2 separate regions of the Capsicum annuum genome follow, and region 1 is linked to region 2. A link is a contact called in public Hi-C data. All regions are on one chromosome and are shown on one strand. The core of a region is the stretch at or near the end of the contact, and the rest is flanking DNA. Distances in the headings are between cores, read along the strand shown.

What was found. A called contact is a pair of places that touch in the nucleus more often than the background predicts.
Region 1: a Hi-C map of placenta shows a contact between it and region 2, with 4 times the contacts expected there. The contact joins the promoter of LOC107870864 here to the promoter of LOC107870816 in region 2. A contact is called at or near these places in 2 of 5 Hi-C or Micro-C datasets (leaf and placenta).

Annotation. Positions count from the first base shown.
Region 1 is chr5:90,433,514-90,437,807 of UCD10Xv1.1, reverse strand. LOC107870864 (probable arabinosyltransferase ARAD1) reads left to right here and starts at 1,284. Exons shown (of 4, transcript XM_016717543.2): 1 at 1,284-2,247. The coding sequence starts at 1,759.
Region 2 is chr5:89,446,508-89,450,253 of UCD10Xv1.1, reverse strand. It overlaps LOC107870816 (actin-related protein 3), which reads left to right and starts at 2,254. Exons shown (of 9, transcript XM_016717469.2): 1 at 2,254-2,634; 2 at 2,708-3,170. The coding sequence starts at 2,585.

The DNA of each region.
Region 1 (4,294 bases), core at 35-2,534, 990 kb before region 2:
GATTCTCAAACCCCAATTTCAAGGTAAAAATCTCAAAATCCTACATTCATGCAACACTTTATCAATGCAAAGAATGATAATGAGATTTTTACATCCTCATTACCAAATTTGTTCTACACCATTTTTACCGAAGTCCTTAGTTCACAAGAAATGGTACGGTACTTTGGACAAAGTTTCTATTCTTCAACACAATTGCTAACCCTCTTAGGTAACTGAGTTTTTTTCGAAGAACCTATATATACATACATAAGATCTTAGCCCATGAAAAGAGAGAGCATTAAAATTGAAAAGGAAAAGGGTGTAAGATTTTGCATACAGTTCAAAAAGAAAAAGCATCAAAATTGAAAAGGAAAAGGGGTGTAAGATTTTGCATACAGTTTAACTAGACAAACCATGGAATTTTTTCCTTATTGGAGCAGATGAAAAGGGCAAAATGGACACGTGAAGTGAAAAGAACAAAGTAAATAGGTGGCATAAGAAATGTGAATTTACTAGTGTACCCTTGATAGTCACCCAAAACTTCACTTATATAAAGTAGAAACTAGTAGATCCATACAGAGAAGCAACATACAATATTTACGGTGGGTCTTGATAACATACTTTTTCTTCACTTTCAAAATAGTTAGACCCTTATTAATTGGATATATTTTTTTTAAAAAAAGTTATTAAAAATTTATTTTATTAAATTAACCTTATTAATTATGCTTTGAAAATTTAAATTTGAATGTATACAATTTATTTAGTTATTTATTAATAAGATAGCATTGAAATAACACAATAATATTTTCTTGATTTCATAAAAGGAAAAACTAAATTGTAACAAATGTTTAGAAAAAGGGTCAATTATTTTGAAATAAAAGAAGTACATGAAGCTAATATATATTACTCCTTTCATTTTATTTTATTTGTCTTGTTGACTTGACACACGTTTTTTTTTTTAAAAAGAACAGTCCGGTGTACTAAAGCTACCGCTATGCACGGTGGTCGGGGAAGGCCCCACCACAAGGGTGTATTGTACGCAACCTTACCTTGCATTTCTGCCAGAGGCTGTTTCCAAATCTTGAACCCGTGACCTCCTGGTCACATGACAACAACTTTACCAGTTACAACAACTTTACCAGTAATTTTTTTAATTAAGAATATATTCTTATTAAATTAACTTTATTAATGACTCTTTAAAACTCTAGATTAATTATTTTTACTTTATATTATTATTTAATAATAAAGATAAAAAATAAAAAAAAAATAAATAAAATTCTGCTCATTGAAGTAACTATTTTAGTATGGGATAAAGGTATAACGGGATGCAGCAACATTCTTCCCACTCTTTAATCTCCTTAAATATTTTTGTTGATAGCTCATTAAAATAGGGAGGTTTTCGTCATTTCAATTTTCAACCCAAAAATTTTCAAATTCATTTTGCTCCTGCAACTCCTCTCCCTCCCCATCGTGAACGACAGCTCACAACAAAATAATATAACACCAATCAGAAATTAAAGATTCCTTCCAATGGAGTTTGGGATCCAGCTTAAGTTAATTAGAACTTATTATAATTTTGATCTTCTTGATCCTTGGAAAAAATAAATGAAAGGGGATCAATTTGAAAATAGGAACGTTTACCATTCTTTAACCTAATTATTGGGGATAGAGAGATAGTGGGAGTTGGCCCAAATTTGATTCCTTAGGATCTAATCTTTCTGTTATGCACCTTTTCCATGAACAAGTATTGAATGTGAAGTTGAGATTAGAGAGAAAAAAATGAAAGTGAAAGATACAATGAGTAAGAGTTTAGTGTGTTTAGCAGTGTTCATTTTGTTTCTGTTTGGTTCATTGTTGTACACGGGAAGAATAGATTACAGATCAAGTTTTTCGCTATTCGATTCCCCGCTGAGTAAAGCTACGCCCTGCTTCACTGAATCGGAACCTCTGAAGGTTTACATGTACGATCTAGAGATGAAATACAACGTTGGTTTGTTGAAAGGCTCACATTATAATGCTGCTCCTGTGACTATTGAGACTTTGCCAGAGTGGCCAAAATATACGGGTTTGAGGAAACAACATAGTGTGGAGTATTGGATGTTGGCCTCATTGTTGTATGCAAGTAATGATGAAACCCGAGAGGCTGTTAGGGTTTTGGATCCAGAATCAGCTGATGTATTTTTTGTGCCTTTTTTCTCTTCCTTGAGTTATAATACTTACTATAGACATGGGAATGATTCAGAGGTCAAATTTGATGATCAATTGCAGGTGATCTCTTACCTACTATTTATGTTTTTCCTTAAGGACTTATTTCTTTTGAGCTTGCTTATTCACATGATATCTTCTGTCTGATTTGCATCTTCAAATTTATCTCTAATGATTCTCGTATTAGAATGATTTTATTGTCGTAATTCTCTTGAATGCTTTGTTCTTGTCCTTACACTTAACATTAGTTCCATCTGAGACAAGTGCAATTTTTTCTTTTTCATTTGTTTTCCTTGATAATTAAGCATAATTGTGCACTAGAACCTCTCTTTCTGTTACCTAATACACAGAGGATTTATATCTCCGACCCAAATAGTTTGGGTTGAGGTGTAGCTGAGTGATGATTTGTTTCTAGTATATTATCTGTCTCAAAAAACTTTTGTGTTCTTCATTTACACGCCCCCGTAATAGAAGAGGTGTGTTTGACTATTTTACCCTTATTTCTATCTTAAATAAAATCCCTCTTCATTGAATGTTTACTTATGTATTTTCCATAATTGAGGTATTTGTAGTCTTTCAGCTACAATTACTAAGGGTAAAATGGAAAAAATAATTAATTTTGTCTTGAACTTCTAAACTTAAAAATATTTTTGGGATAGATATTTTTACTATGACAAGGATTTTGAGAGGGAGGGAGTATTGATAAGGAATGCAAAACGATTAGTTGCTTTTGTCAGATTTGATTTTCCAATGAAGCTTATGTAAGAGCTTTTTTTCCTCTGTACGGCTTTCTGTTAGTTACATTACCACACTTCCTTCTCTTTATGAGACTTATTAGTTAGAGTCAAACTCTAGGGCCAAGATATTTCAACTGTAAATATGTCCTGTTAATTGAAAAGAAAGAAGATCTTTGTAAGTATCGTTTCTGTTTTACCAGACATTTTATTGGCAACAAGACAGTTCCTCACAAGTATATGATGAGAAAAAGATATCATAGCTCTCAACAAGAAATCTTGTTGAGGAATAGCATTTTGTTCCCATTTCTTTTTATGTACCCCATGAGGTTTCAATATGTATGGGAGATTATCTTTTGTAGAGGATCATATTCTTATACAGGTTCTCTACTTTTAGTGTTTTTCTTGAATACATGATTTCTTTCGATTATTAATAAGCTTAACTTAGCTTATCTAAAAACTAAAGAGAAAATATTGTACCTCATACTTAAGATGGTCAACCTGGAAAATAATAGCTGTTAGAAATCCAAATTCTAGTTAATGAGACCCTTAAAAACTTAAACCTGACTGTACGTTGTCTGGCAATTTACCTGTGACAGTGGAACAGCGAAGGCTTCTAGCAATTCATAGAGCAGCTTAAAGAAGCTGGCTATTTGAATTATTCAACTACATGTTTGGTAAGACACTTGAGATAATTTTCTATGTACATTTTGTTAACTCCACACTCCTTCCACTTAGGAAAACTCGACCTATTTAGACTCTTATGAAGATGAATAGAGGTTTGAGCATGAGCATACTTTATATTGAAGTCAGAAAACAGGGTGCAACAATAATTTTAAACATGAAAAGTAGCATCAGTTGATGAAAATTGCTAGGTGTTAAAATCCTGGAACTTATATTTTCTTGAATTATTGTTAAATGAAAAAGATTTCTGTTTAAGGACATAGGTCAAGTATTTTGGGACGTACAAAAAGGAGAGGAGGTCAAGTGTTCTGAAATAAAGGGATTCGTGTGAGTTGATGCTAATGTGCTCCATTTTGGTTAACCTATGAAAGTTATGGAGCATACTAGCATTTTGACTCGCTCAAGGAGGTGCTCATTAAAAAGGACTTCTTGAGATCCTTTTCACTGTTCATTCATATGGTGGTGAAGAATTGCTGCTTTCGTTGAAAGAAATAATAGATGCATCTAAAAGTTAAGTTGTTTTAGGGAAGGAACATGATAAGACTGATAAGATTGTTGCTTTAACATATGAAGATAATGTAACTTAGTTCCTTAGTTTCAGATAGGATAGAAGCAGTTATCTATTAGTGTTGTTAGTAGTTATCTATTAGTAGTTGTCAGTAATTATCTATTTGTATTTGTCAGTAATTATC
Region 2 (3,746 bases), core at 1,005-3,504:
ATGATAATGAAGTTGAAGATGATGATAATGAAGCATAAGATGATGAATAAAGCAACAACAACAATGAACAACAAAAATCGGGAAGAGAAAGAAAACAACAATGAATGAGAAGAGAGAGAAACACGTCTTTTCCCTGCGTTTCCTGTTATATTAACTAACATTTGAATCAAAGTGTAAATTTAAAAACTTGTGGGTTATTTTCAAACTTTCCCAACTTTCTTAATACATAATAAAGTAATTATCACCTCCACTCAATTATTAAGACTTAAGTCGCCTACACCTTATTTTCAAACTCTTTTGTCACTGTTAGCTAAATGTCCTGTATCTATTCATTAGTAATACTAATATGTATGAAAAAGTAATAGATACAAAGCAATTCTATTGCATAATTTTTTAAAAATAAAAGTAATAGATACAAAGCAATTCTATTGCATAATTTTTTTTTAAATATTAATCTTATCTTATTCTCGTATAGTATATATACTAGATACTGAAGGCCCGTGCTAGCATGTGCCAAATCTATATTATTTTTTCTCAATTTATGTGACACAAATATAATTTAGATAATCAATTATTAAAATAATTTAAATTTTTAATTATTATGATTTATAATACTTTTTTTTCTATTCCAATTTAAATGACACTGATATAATTTCAAGAGTCAATCAACTATTTTATATCTTTTATATATGTTAAGTTGTTAATTATGTGATTTATAATGCTTTTAGCATAATTTTTCAATAAGCTATTAATACTTTCTTCGTCGCAGTTTACGTGTCTTCTCATTTTTAAATAATATATGTTATTTCATGTCTTCTTCCGTCCTATCGTAATTTCTATGGTACTAATATAATTTTGATATTCAACCAAATGTTTTATGTTGACACATCATTTTGTGTGTATTTCATCCCTTTTTATGAAATATTATTTATTTTTTAATGCTTAGATGATTATAAATATTAATTAGGAGTGATATAAAAAATCACGATTGAAAAAACGAAGCAGACATACCTTAAATGACTTATAACAATTAATTAGAAGTGATATAACAAAATTACTATAAAAATTACTTGTGAATTTTTTTTAAATGGGTCTCATATAAGACATCAAGTTAATTTAAAACATCAAGAGTTAATTTATTATTTTATTTATATTTTATTTTTTTAGTTAAATATATTTAATTTTTAATACTTAAATGACTTATACTAATTAATTAGAAATGATATAGTAAAAATATAAATGAAGCAGCTAAAACAAGTAGCACAAGCAGACATATCGAAAACGTGTCTTAATATGATTAATTTTTTAATAATTAAATGACTTATACTAATTAATTAGGAATGGTATAATAAAATTATATTGAAACATCCGTAACCTTAGGGGTCGTTTGGTAGAGTGTATTGGAAAAAATAATGCATGTATTAATTAATGTGTATTATGAATACCTTGTTTGATACAATTTTTAGTCAATATATAACTAATGAAAGCATTAGTTATACACTCTATTGTGTATTAAGATGTGTATTACTAATACTAACTATTTTCTATGTATTAGTAATGCAAAGTCTTTAATAAATGCATTAATTTATTAAATGACCTTAATACCCCTCAATTTTCCTCTTTAAATATTTCACCATTCCTTTTCCCGCCATTTTAATTTGCAATATTGAATCTTTTCAAAACATTTCACAATTTTTTTCCCACCATTTTAATCTACAACAATGAATAATTGATTTAAATAATTGTAACATATTTTTCCTTTGCTTCGAAGGTCTTTAAATTTTTTTTAAAAATTGAGACTATTTCTTAATTTTACGTCTTATATTTTATTTTTGTTTCGACTATGTTAATCCGTTGACATAATATTTCATGCGCAAAGACGAAGGTCTTGCAATTAATCCGAAACCTCTATATACTAATAATTCAATAATACTAATTATATTTGAGATGGTAAAAAAATTTTCTTGCAAAAAATTATACAAAATCAAAGAAGGATATTTTTGTAAATAAACATTTCTTTTATAGAAATTATATAAGATGTATTATTTCTTATACATCAAACCAAATAATATATAAGAAATAATACATGCATAACTAATATAAGCATTAGTAATACAAGTATTATTAATGCAAACATTACTAATACACTATGTTTTGCATTGATCTTATATATTCTACCAAACGAGTCTAACAGTAATAAGTATAAATAAATAATATAATGTGGGGCCCTACATGCCTCTAGACAACGTAAAGCCAAGCAACAACCGAGAAACACTGACAAAAACATCTTGTTTGGTTACTAAGAAAGGAATCGAAATTCAATCTGAAAAGGACAAAATTGAATAAGAGCAGAATCTCAGTTTCATGAATTTCAAACTCTTTTTTCGCCTTAGTCAATGAAATGGATGAATCGAAACCTTCAACCAACGTCATCATCATCTTTATCCTACACTATACGCCGTCGTTCTTATCCCCTTTCTTCCTCCTACGACGACCATGATTATCCCCTCTAAACCCCTCTTTGGATCTCAATCGCAGATCCATCACAACCTATTCGACCTTTTCTCTTTCTTCTTCAACCCTTATGGACCCTTCTACATCTCGCCCAGCTGTAGTCATTGACAATGGAACCGGGTATATTCTACATTACGCTCAACCTCCTTGATAAACGACAATTCATTTATTTTTTCTTCTCTTTTATTTTCAGGTATACAAAAATGGGTTTTGCTGGAAATGTGGAGCCATGTTTCATACTGCCTACAGTTGTTGCTGCTAACGAATCATTCGTCAATCAGCCTCGAGCGTTGACTAAGGGCAGCAATTGGTTAGCCCAGCACAGTGCAGGGGTTATGGCGGATCTTGATTTCTTTATTGGGGAAGAGGCTTTGAGTAGATCTAAATCTAGTAGCAATTACAATCTTAGCAATCCTATTAAACATGGGCAAGTTGATAACTGGGATTCAATGGAGCGGTTCTGGCAGCAGTGTATATTCAATTACCTGCGTTGTGACCCTGAGGATCACTATTTTCTCTTGACTGAAAGCCCTATGACTGCACCAGAAAACCGAGAATATACTGGTGAAATTATGTTTGAGACTTTCAATGTTCCGGGACTTTATATAGCTGTGCAGCCGGTTCTTGCTTTGGCAGCTGGGTACACAGCATCTAAGGTTGGTACTCTTATCTTTAACAACTTGTTGTGTGTAGTTTTGAGAATTTGATGCTATCTGGGATTGAATATTTTCTGGTATTGATATTCTTATGATCTAATGGTCTGAATAATTTTGTTAAACTTGTTCAACAAACTTTTTGCTTCACAAGTAGCTTTGTGTCGACTAGAGTATTAATGGAAAGCTAATTGTTTAATAGGTGATAGCTTGGACTTCTCAGTAGTCCATTATTGCTCTAGTTTCTCGCAATATTAGGACTAACTTCGATGATGCTACTTGCATTCATAAAATGATTTCAGTGTGAACAAACTGACGTACTTAGTGGAAAGCTTGTTATGTTTCTGAAATTCAGGTGTAGACTGCAGAGCAGGAAAAAAGGGTGCCTGACTCGTGTACAGTTGCAGTTTTAGGTTAGCGGTATAAAATTAGAGCAAACATTGGCAGTGTGATGCCATGACTTCTTTTTGGAACATTATCCGAATAATGATGTTTTGATGTTAGTGTTGCCATGTCGTGGTGTGTGTGTGATGTCTGAAGTATGTATGTGTCATAACCTAAAAGCGGGCCATGATGGCA